Regions from separate parts of the Rattus norvegicus genome. Here region 1 is linked to region 2. A link is a contact called in public Hi-C data. All regions are on one chromosome and are shown on one strand. The core of a region is the stretch at or near the end of the contact, and the rest is flanking DNA. Distances in the headings are between cores, read along the strand shown. Region 1 holds the start of Kmt5b (lysine methyltransferase 5B). Region 2 overlaps Lrp5 (LDL receptor related protein 5).

What was found. A called contact is a pair of places that touch in the nucleus more often than the background predicts.
Region 1: a contact with region 2 is called in a Hi-C map of liver, with 2.9 times the contacts expected there. The contact joins the promoter of Kmt5b here to the enhancer-like site in region 2. A contact is called at or near these places in 6 of 12 Hi-C or Micro-C datasets (the A7r5 cell line, Schwann cells, frontal cortex and 2 more) and 1 of 1 datasets of contacts at active chromatin or transcription factors (oligodendrocytes).

What each region holds. Positions count from the first base shown.
Region 1 is chr1:210,427,110-210,431,462 of GRCr8, reverse strand. It overlaps Kmt5b (lysine methyltransferase 5B), which reads right to left and starts at 1,791. Exons shown (of 12, transcript NM_001108512.2): 1 at 1,479-1,791; 2 at 883-1,188.
Region 2 is chr1:210,281,797-210,286,035 of GRCr8, reverse strand. It overlaps Lrp5 (LDL receptor related protein 5), which reads left to right. Exons shown (of 23, transcript NM_001106321.2): 8 at 1,347-1,563; 9 at 3,655-3,944. Among named protein-coding and RNA genes, the nearest start is that of Ppp6r3, 47 kb to the right of the region's middle. Within about 2 kb of position 1,500, at least 2 of the 93 cell types and tissues checked have an H3K27ac peak or open chromatin away from gene starts, as enhancers often do. A contact at or near this core is called in liver, where this site is marked.

The DNA.
Region 1 (4,353 bases), core at 542-3,041, 150 kb before region 2:
TCAGGTGGTTCATCTTGTCTGCTCCTCTGGAGGGAACTCTCTCAAGAGTGAACGCCGTCAGAAAGTTCAAGATGAACTTCACGTCTCCTCCTCGCACTCCGGCCGAATGAGCGGATGACAGATCGAGAGACCCCAGTACCACAGCGCTCCGCTCGAGCTTGGTCCCCCTCACCCCCCGCGACGCCGCGGGACAGCACGAAGAGGGGAGGGAGCGAACTGAAGAGCGACAGGCTGAGCCTGGAGCGACAGGAAACGAGGCTCGGGCCAAAACAAAAACAACCGAAAGTTCGGCGCGCCAGCGCGAGCAGATTGGGCGAGACGCTCGACAGCCGCCCATTGGAGAAGAGGAAAAACACAGTCCCCCAATCCCGAGCGGCCGAGCAGCTCCCCTCGTGCGGCCGCGACCCGGCCCTCGCCGACCGCTACTGCTCCCTTCCGGCCGCCTCCACCACTGCAGGCCGCGCTCGCCCGGTCGTCCCGGCCCCGCAGCCCCGCCCCGCGGCCCGGTTCCCGCACGCACGCACGTACGTCCTCCGCGGCTCACCGCCAGCACGGCCCGTCTTCCAGCACCGGGCCCATCCAAGAGCTCTTCTACCGAGCTTCCGAGGAGCTTGACTACACTTTTTCGTCCCTCCAAAAAATTAATCACCAAAAAATATTTCCTCAGAAAAAATTGGAGAGTAAAATCCAATATGGCGGCATGGACGTAGCACCGCCCGCTGCCTCCGCTGACGGGAGGGGGGAAATAAAGGAGTCCGCGTCCGCCGAGGGCCCCCCCAACACTGCCGCCACAGCCGCCACCGCGGCCCGCGCCCAGCCCCTGTCCCCGAGCCCTAGCTCGCAGCGCTGGGCCACCCCCGCCTCACAGACCTCGGGCCTCACCTCCACCTCGCGCGCAGTCGCGGGATCTGGGGGGCATCCGCCGGCTTCGGGGCTTCGCGTCCTGCGTTCTCGCGCAGCGCCGGGTGCCGCCTCCGGTCCCCGGGCGTCCTCACCTCATAGCCCCCGTGCCTCGCTGCCGCGCCGCAGACGCGTCGCCGCCCCCGGTGAGCCACCCGGACACCGCCCGGGCTCGGTGGAAGGACACGAAAATGAGTCCACGGATGACGGCGGAGGGACACCACGCCGACACCGAGCGTGCGCGTTCCTTTGCCCCGCGCTAGTGGCCGTGAAGGCTTCGACGGAATTCTGCGGGAAGAGGCGGAGAGACACCAGAAAAAATGAAGTTCTCCGCCGCGGCACCCGACGGCGGAGGCACAAGGGCGATTTTTCCAAAGAAGCCGCGTCGTTGCCGTCGCTGAGCCTCGAGGCGGAGGGATCGCACCGAGCGTTGTTCGAAGATCCCTCCGCCCGGCTGCCCTTTAAATCTCGGTGGAGGCGGCGTCGCCGCGCGCCCGGCGGGCGCCACCTAGATTGCCGGCCGCTCGCTGCCCCGCGGGGTTGGCCCCCGCCCCCGTCCCTCGCGCACCTGCACCTACCAGGGACAGCTCCCCATCTGCGATTTCGGGGGAGGGCAGCTGCGGGCGCACGGCGATTCGGTCCCGCTGTGCCTCCGGGGTGCACCGAGGGGAGGCGGCTTGGGATGGCGAGTTTCTTTGTTGTGGGGATGGGTGTCGTTGGAAGCAGAAACACCCTTCAAAACCATGTGGGCCACCGGAGCGTTACCACTCGGGAGGTGGGGAGGGAACGTGCGTTGGGTCCCCCGTGCTGCCACCGGCCGCTCCTTGAGCACCTACTGAGTGACAACCTCTCCACGACTTGGCCACTCTTTACTCTCTTCGGGCTCAACCGGTGCGAGAAAGGCGGTTTGGTCCTCCGGGAGCTTGGGGCGGAAGATCCGGAGTGGCTTGCACCCACGCCTGGGGTATGGCGAAGCCCCACCCCTTGGATCTTTCAGTCGGATAAGGGGTGCCGCACAACAATAACTAGGGTCACATCCTGAACCCCTAACCAGGCATCGTTCATAGCGATCTGGTATACCGCCTTATTTGTCCCTCAGGGTAATCCCCAGAGGTCGAAAGCATTGTGGGTCCCAATTTACACATAGGGACATTGAGGCACGGACTGGTTAGGTGACTTTTCAACCACTCAGGGCTGGAGCCAGAACCTCTTGTACACTACTCAATGAAAAACAAAGGCTTTAAAGTAAAGCAGGTGGTTGGGACCTGAAGGAGACATTTGAGGTTGTCACATCCATACAGAAGTAAGCACCTGCCTGAGGTGGAGGGTGTTAAGGAAAAGTACAAAAGTGTTCAGGCAATGTAAGGAAAAAAAGAATGCAACTCCAGCCACACATGGGACAGGGAAAGCAGTCGAGGGACCATTCCAGGAGAGCCCCAGCCTGCCTTGGTTCCCTACAAACACCACTACCACCCTGCACTCTCACATACCCTAGCACAGTAGGCACTTTCTAGAGGATGGCTCAGCGGAGTCCAACTAATACTGGGACTCTGTACTCCTTTGGAGTCCCTGCACCTGGGGCTAAGCCTGGGATCTCAGGTTGGATGATTTACTCCTCAACGTCTACTTGTAACGCAGTTTGGGTGTCTGGACTCTTGCATGCACCTCTCCAGCCTCCTCCCCCAACAAATACAAGACTGCTCTGCTGCAAGCAGCTCTCTGAAACTGGTGGGACGTGGAGATGGGTTTGGGCATTCTGGGAACCCGCTGGGCGGCTGGCTGCCTTCCTGGTCTTGGATATGGGCACCGCCAGGCCCCTGGACTGCCCTCTCCCTCTCTGTAACTCGGCCCCGCACACTTTCCACCCTCCCTTGTGACTGCAGTGGCCCAGCATCCTTACCTCTCTACTTCTACCTTAGCAGGCTCGCCATCCTGCCCACTAGCCAATACTCTTCGAGCCCTTACTTTTCTCCGCGAAGGGAGAAGGGCTTGTTAAATTGCTGCCTGTGAGCCTGCACAGCTGCCCGAGGAGCGCCACAGAGAGAACAGGCTCATGTTCACTTCTGACTCCTGGAAGGGATGCAGGGGAGGCTCTTTAATCATTCAGACTTGCTTCAGGGATGAGCTCATTGACCCCTCTCCCTGCTCCAGGGGTTCGAGGTTATTCAGATGGTGACGTGTCTTTTTCACACCGATGAGCTTGGAACAAATGTACAACATAGGAGTTTTGTTCAGAGCATTCACCTGGAATAGTCAGACACCCCGCGGCTGAAAGACTTCACTGAAAGATTCTCACACAGCATCTTTTACCACCTTCATTAACCACGGACCTTCTGAAGCTGTTTGAATTCTTTGTATCTGTCACACTAAATTTTACATTATTTGCTAATTTACTCTCAATAAGATACTTTTTTTAAAAACCCACACTCCATTCTTCTTCTATTGCTGTAAGAAAATACCTGTGGCTAAGCAGCTATGTCATTGACAAGAATAGGAGTTTAATATTAGACTCCCAGTTCTGGAGTTTGGCAAATCTGAGACCCTGATGTTAATATTAGGTGTCTGCCTTCTGGATGGCTCTTCACACAGTGAGACAAAACAACATTTAGTTTAAGTCTTTGCTCTTTCTAAAAAAAAGATGTATTATTAATTATGTGCACTTCTGTGGGTGTGTGCCTATGAGTGTGTGCCATCGGAGGCCAAAGGAAGGTGTCAGATGCCCTGGAGCTGGAGTTAACAGGCAGTTGTCAATACCTGACATGAGTATATGAACTGAACTTGAATCCCCTGGAAAAGTGCATGTAATCTTAATCATCCTTCCAGCTCTCCAGCCCTTCTGTTCCGATTTATATAAAGCTCCTCCTGTGCTGGGGCGATGTTCTGCTAGTAAATGCTGACCGTCAACTATGAGGACCTGAGTTTAACCTCCAGGACCCATGGGAAAAGGTCAGGTATGATAATCGGTTTGTAATCCCAGCATTCAAGGTGACTTGTGGAGCTAACTGACCAGCCTAGACTACTTAACAAGTATCAGGCCAGTGAGAGACCCTGACTCTAAAACCAAGATTGAGGCTGGAGAGATGGCTCAGTGGTTAAGAGCACTGGCTGCTTTTCCAGAGGACCCAAGTTCAATTCCCAGCAACCACATGACAGTGTACAGCCATCTGAACTCCAGTTCTAGAGGCTCTGATGCCCTTGTCAGTACCCTCGAAGGCACTGTACACATGTGGTTCATACACACATGCAAATTAAACACCCATAAACATAAAATAAATCTTGTTTTTAAAAGGTTTATTTATGGGCTGGAGAAATGGCTCTGGTTAAGAGCCCCGACTGCTCTTCCAGAGGTCCTGAGTTCAATTCCCAGCAACCACATGGTGGCTCAACCATCTGTAAAGAGATCTGATGCCTTTTTCTGGTGTGTCTGAAGACAGCTACAGTGTACTTATATAT
Region 2 (4,239 bases), core at 251-2,750:
TCTGAATGGCTTTAGATTGGAGCCCAACTTTGGTCCTTTGTTTTATTATATTTCTAGTGTGGATTACCTACTGATTAGTTTGGTCTTCTGATCAGGAGGAGACTGAGGCCCTTGGGTTGCAAGGACTCATTCTAAGACACTCATTAAAGGCTCATGGGGTAGGGTGAGGGCGACCCCTGGTGGACAGCAGCGGAACTGCACTGTCTTCCCTGCTATGTTTCACCTCTTGCTGTGAACCATTGTGGTTGGTTCAACATTCAGTGCTAGGCCTGCCTTGAAGTTTCTGCCGTCTGTTCTCCTGATGAACAAGAAGCCTTGCTCAAGAGGTCAGCCAAGGCTTGATTGTAATTACCTGGTTCTCTTCCTTTCCCCTGCCATTGCCACAGCTGATCTTCATGGGTCACCAGAGTCCCACTCACTCATCCTGTGGTTTTAAAAAACAACAAGGGGCTGGAGAGATGGTTCAGCAGGCTGCTCTTCCAGAGGTCCTGAGTTCAAGTCCCAGCAACCGCATGGTGGCTCACAACCATCTGTAATGGGATCTGATGCCCTCTTCTGGCACATGGGATATATACGCAGATAGAGTACTCATATACATAAAATAAATTTTTAAAAAATTAAAAAAAAAAAACAAAATCCCAACAAAATGAGAACACTTATGCTGGTCCTGAAATGACTGTGTAGCTAAGGGTGATCTTGACCCCTTACCTTTCTTCCACCTCCTGAGTGCTAGGATCGTCTAAATGCTCTACCAAACCATGCTCTTTGGTGCTTGGGATCATGCCAGGTGTGCACTGTCCCAGCCGAGCCACACCCCCAGCCTACATGTTTGTTTTCATCGGCATAGCCTTTGTGCCAGCATGGACAGGGAAGGAAAAAGTACCACAGGCCTGTGGGGCTCCATTTTTAACTAGAGGTGCCCAGAAGGGACAAACCTACCCAGATTGTGCTTTGACCTCGCCCTTTGAAACTGTGTTGTATGCCCACCCCAGTGCCTTAGCAGACATTGCTAATGGATCTCAGGAAGCCTTCTCACAGTGCTCACACTGTTCTGTGTCCCCCTCATTGGCACTCCAGACCCCCACACATGCCTCAGTAGCACTCAGGGAGAGAGGACTCTGCCTGTTCACAGTGTACACACCAAGGCTACAGAGGCTGTAGGAGCAGCCTCCCCTCCATCAGCCAAGCACGGGTCATTTGTTCAGTAACACCTGGCTTTTCATGGCACCTGGTTAGGGGCTGATGAGGTGGAGGCTCTGGGCCAGCACAAGCCCGAGGCAGGCCCCAGGTTGTTCTTGGTTGGTGCAGCCTCTGCTATCCAATCTCCTGTTTCTGCCAACTCACAGGTGATCAACATAGACGGGACAAAGCGGCAGACCCTGCTAGAGGACAAGCTCCCGCACATTTTTGGGTTCACTCTGCTTGGGGACTTCATCTACTGGACAGATTGGCAGCGACGCAGTATTGAGAGGGTACACAAGGTCAAGGCCAGCCGGGATGTCATCATCGATCAACTCCCCGACCTGATGGGACTCAAAGCAGTGAACGTGGCCAAGGTTGTCGGTGAGTCCTGAAGCTCCGAGCCGTAGCTCTGCTTGGCCAATTGGTACCAGGAAAGTGACAGGTTCAGATCTGGGCTTGGTGTCTAGAAGGGTATCCCACTCTGAGAATGGACAAGACATGAAATGGTGACTATGTCTGGCTAAAGATAGGTGGGAATGGGGGTGGCATGTTGCCCAGGGATAAAGGTTAGATAGTGGTCAAGTGTGTTGGGAGTGACTGTGGCTGACTGTGACTTCTTGCTGTATGTCAGGATTTGGTCAGAGCTTCAGTGCCTAAGGCCAGCTGTGTGTTAAGCCTAGTTCCACCCCATGAACACCGGGGATGGAGGGAGAAGGCCATGTGAGGAACATGTGGGACTTGTTGCATCTGCCTTGCCTTTGTGGCTGAGCCTGGCTGTGACTCTCAAACACAGACTTTTTATCTGAAAGGCAGGATGGAAAGAGTGTACTTTCTGAGGGCTCCGGAACGCAGGTCTGTAAGTTACACTCAGACCATAAGTTCTACGTGGACGGCTCCACAAAGCATGGGCACTGTTCCCATCTGCCGCTCCCATGCCTGGGCCAGGCCTACATGTCTCAGGCTGTGCCTAGTAAATAAATGCAAGAAGAGCCTGCAGGGTTTGGGCCGCTTGTGCAGAGTCAGATGTAGGTGCGATGTTAGAGAGCTGCCTCAGGCTGGAGAGGTGGCTCAGGAGCTCAGAGTGAGGACCCAGGCTCTGCTCCCAACCCAACCACCTGTAACTTCAGCTCCAGGGGCCTCAATGTCCTCTTCTGACCTCCAGCATTTACACACATGTGATATAACACACACACACACACACACACACACACACACACACACACACACAATGAAACAAGAAAACAAACTAAAAAATCAACCAAATCTTTGAGCTGCTGAGATGGTTCAGTGAGTGGAGGTGCTGACAGCCAAGTCTGATATGCCGAGTTCAGTGTGCAGTTCCCACACGGTGGAAGAAGACACCAATTCCTAAAAGTTGTCCTCTTACCTTCACATATGTGCCATAACATGTGCATTTATGTGTGTATGCATGTCACACATACACACATATGTAGGCACACAAGCATGCAGGCACATGCACACCCATAAAGATTACATTCATATGCACACACACACATGTACACACACCCATATATACCAATACACACACACATACACATGAGTACAAATACATGTACTCATACATATTGTATACATGCACACACAGTAAATGTGACTGAGGTGCCCAGCTTGACCAGTAGGAGGCAGGGAGTTGAGCTTGGATCTGCAGGATCAGGCAGAGTGCGCCTGGCAGAAGAGAGACAGCTGAACAAAGGCCCAGCAGGGGGGCAGCATGGGTGACCATAGGTGTGGCTTAGTGTCTCCTGTCACTGTGGTAGGCCACATGGCCACCTGCAGGGCTGGCAGTCTCATTTCACCAGCCACCTGTGAAGGTACCCCTGTCATACACAGGACACAGAAGGCCAGGCCCACCTTCGTCCTTTAGGCAGCAGATGAGCAAAGCAATCCTGCCTGAGGCGCCAAGTAAGTTGCTGCTAGCTGCAATTCGGAAGCAGAGTGAGGTAACAGGCGGGCCCAAAGAAATGAATGATACCTTCTGAGTGCTCTAAGCAGACAGAGATGCCATTGGCTGGCCATGGCAAACCTGAGTTTTATAGGTTGCTAAGGGAGTCAGTGAATTAGGGAACAGCAAGAGTCCATGTCATAGGTTAGGCGTTGAGGAGGAGCAGCTGGCTAGTCGTTGAGTTATGGCACCATTGCTTGATGGACTAGATGTAGCTCAGGCTGGGCCATCCCTTGTGCAGATGATGGTCCCTCGAAGCCTTCTGTCTCCTATTAACAGATGTGATACTCTGGGACCAGGGCCTGGCAGTGGTAGGACCTGTTGTATTGTCACTGCTAATTGACCGTAGTAGAGAAGGCTTTGGCTGCCCTGATGCGGGCTTTCTTTCAGGCCTCCTTCCCAGGTTCCCTTTCGGTGGATGGCAGGAATACAGCCACACAGAACTGTGAGCTGGTGCTCCTCCCCACTGACAGACTGCTGTCATTCAGAGCTGTGTATTTGCCTCACAGGAACCAACCCGTGTGCGGATGGAAATGGAGGGTGCAGCCATCTGTGCTTCTTCACCCCACACGCCACCAAGTGCGGTTGCCCCATAGGCCTGGAGCTGCTGAGTGACATGAAGACCTGTATAATCCCTGAAGCCTTCCTGGTGTTCACCAGCAGAGCCACCATCCACAGGATCTCCCTGGAGACTAACAACAATGACGTGGCCATCCCGCTCACCGGTGTCAAGGAGGCCTCTGCACTGGACTTTGATGTGTCCAACAACCACATCTACTGGACTGATGTCAGCCTCAAGGTACCGAGTGTGAGGCTGACGATGCCTGCAGCGTTCTGAGTGAGGTCTTGCCCGTGAGCGGCTGCTCAGCGCTCCACAGCTGATTTTTTTTCTCTTTTTTTCCTTTTTTGAGAACTAGCGATTGAATTAGGACTAGAGGTATGGTTCAGAGAATGCTTCCTTCCCTTCCAGAAGGTCTGAATTTAGTTCCCAGCATTCACGTCAGGAGGCTCACTATATCCTGTACCTCCAGCTCCAAGGGATCTTCTCTCCTCTTCTGGCTTTTGTGGGTACTGTATACACACAGTGCACTTAA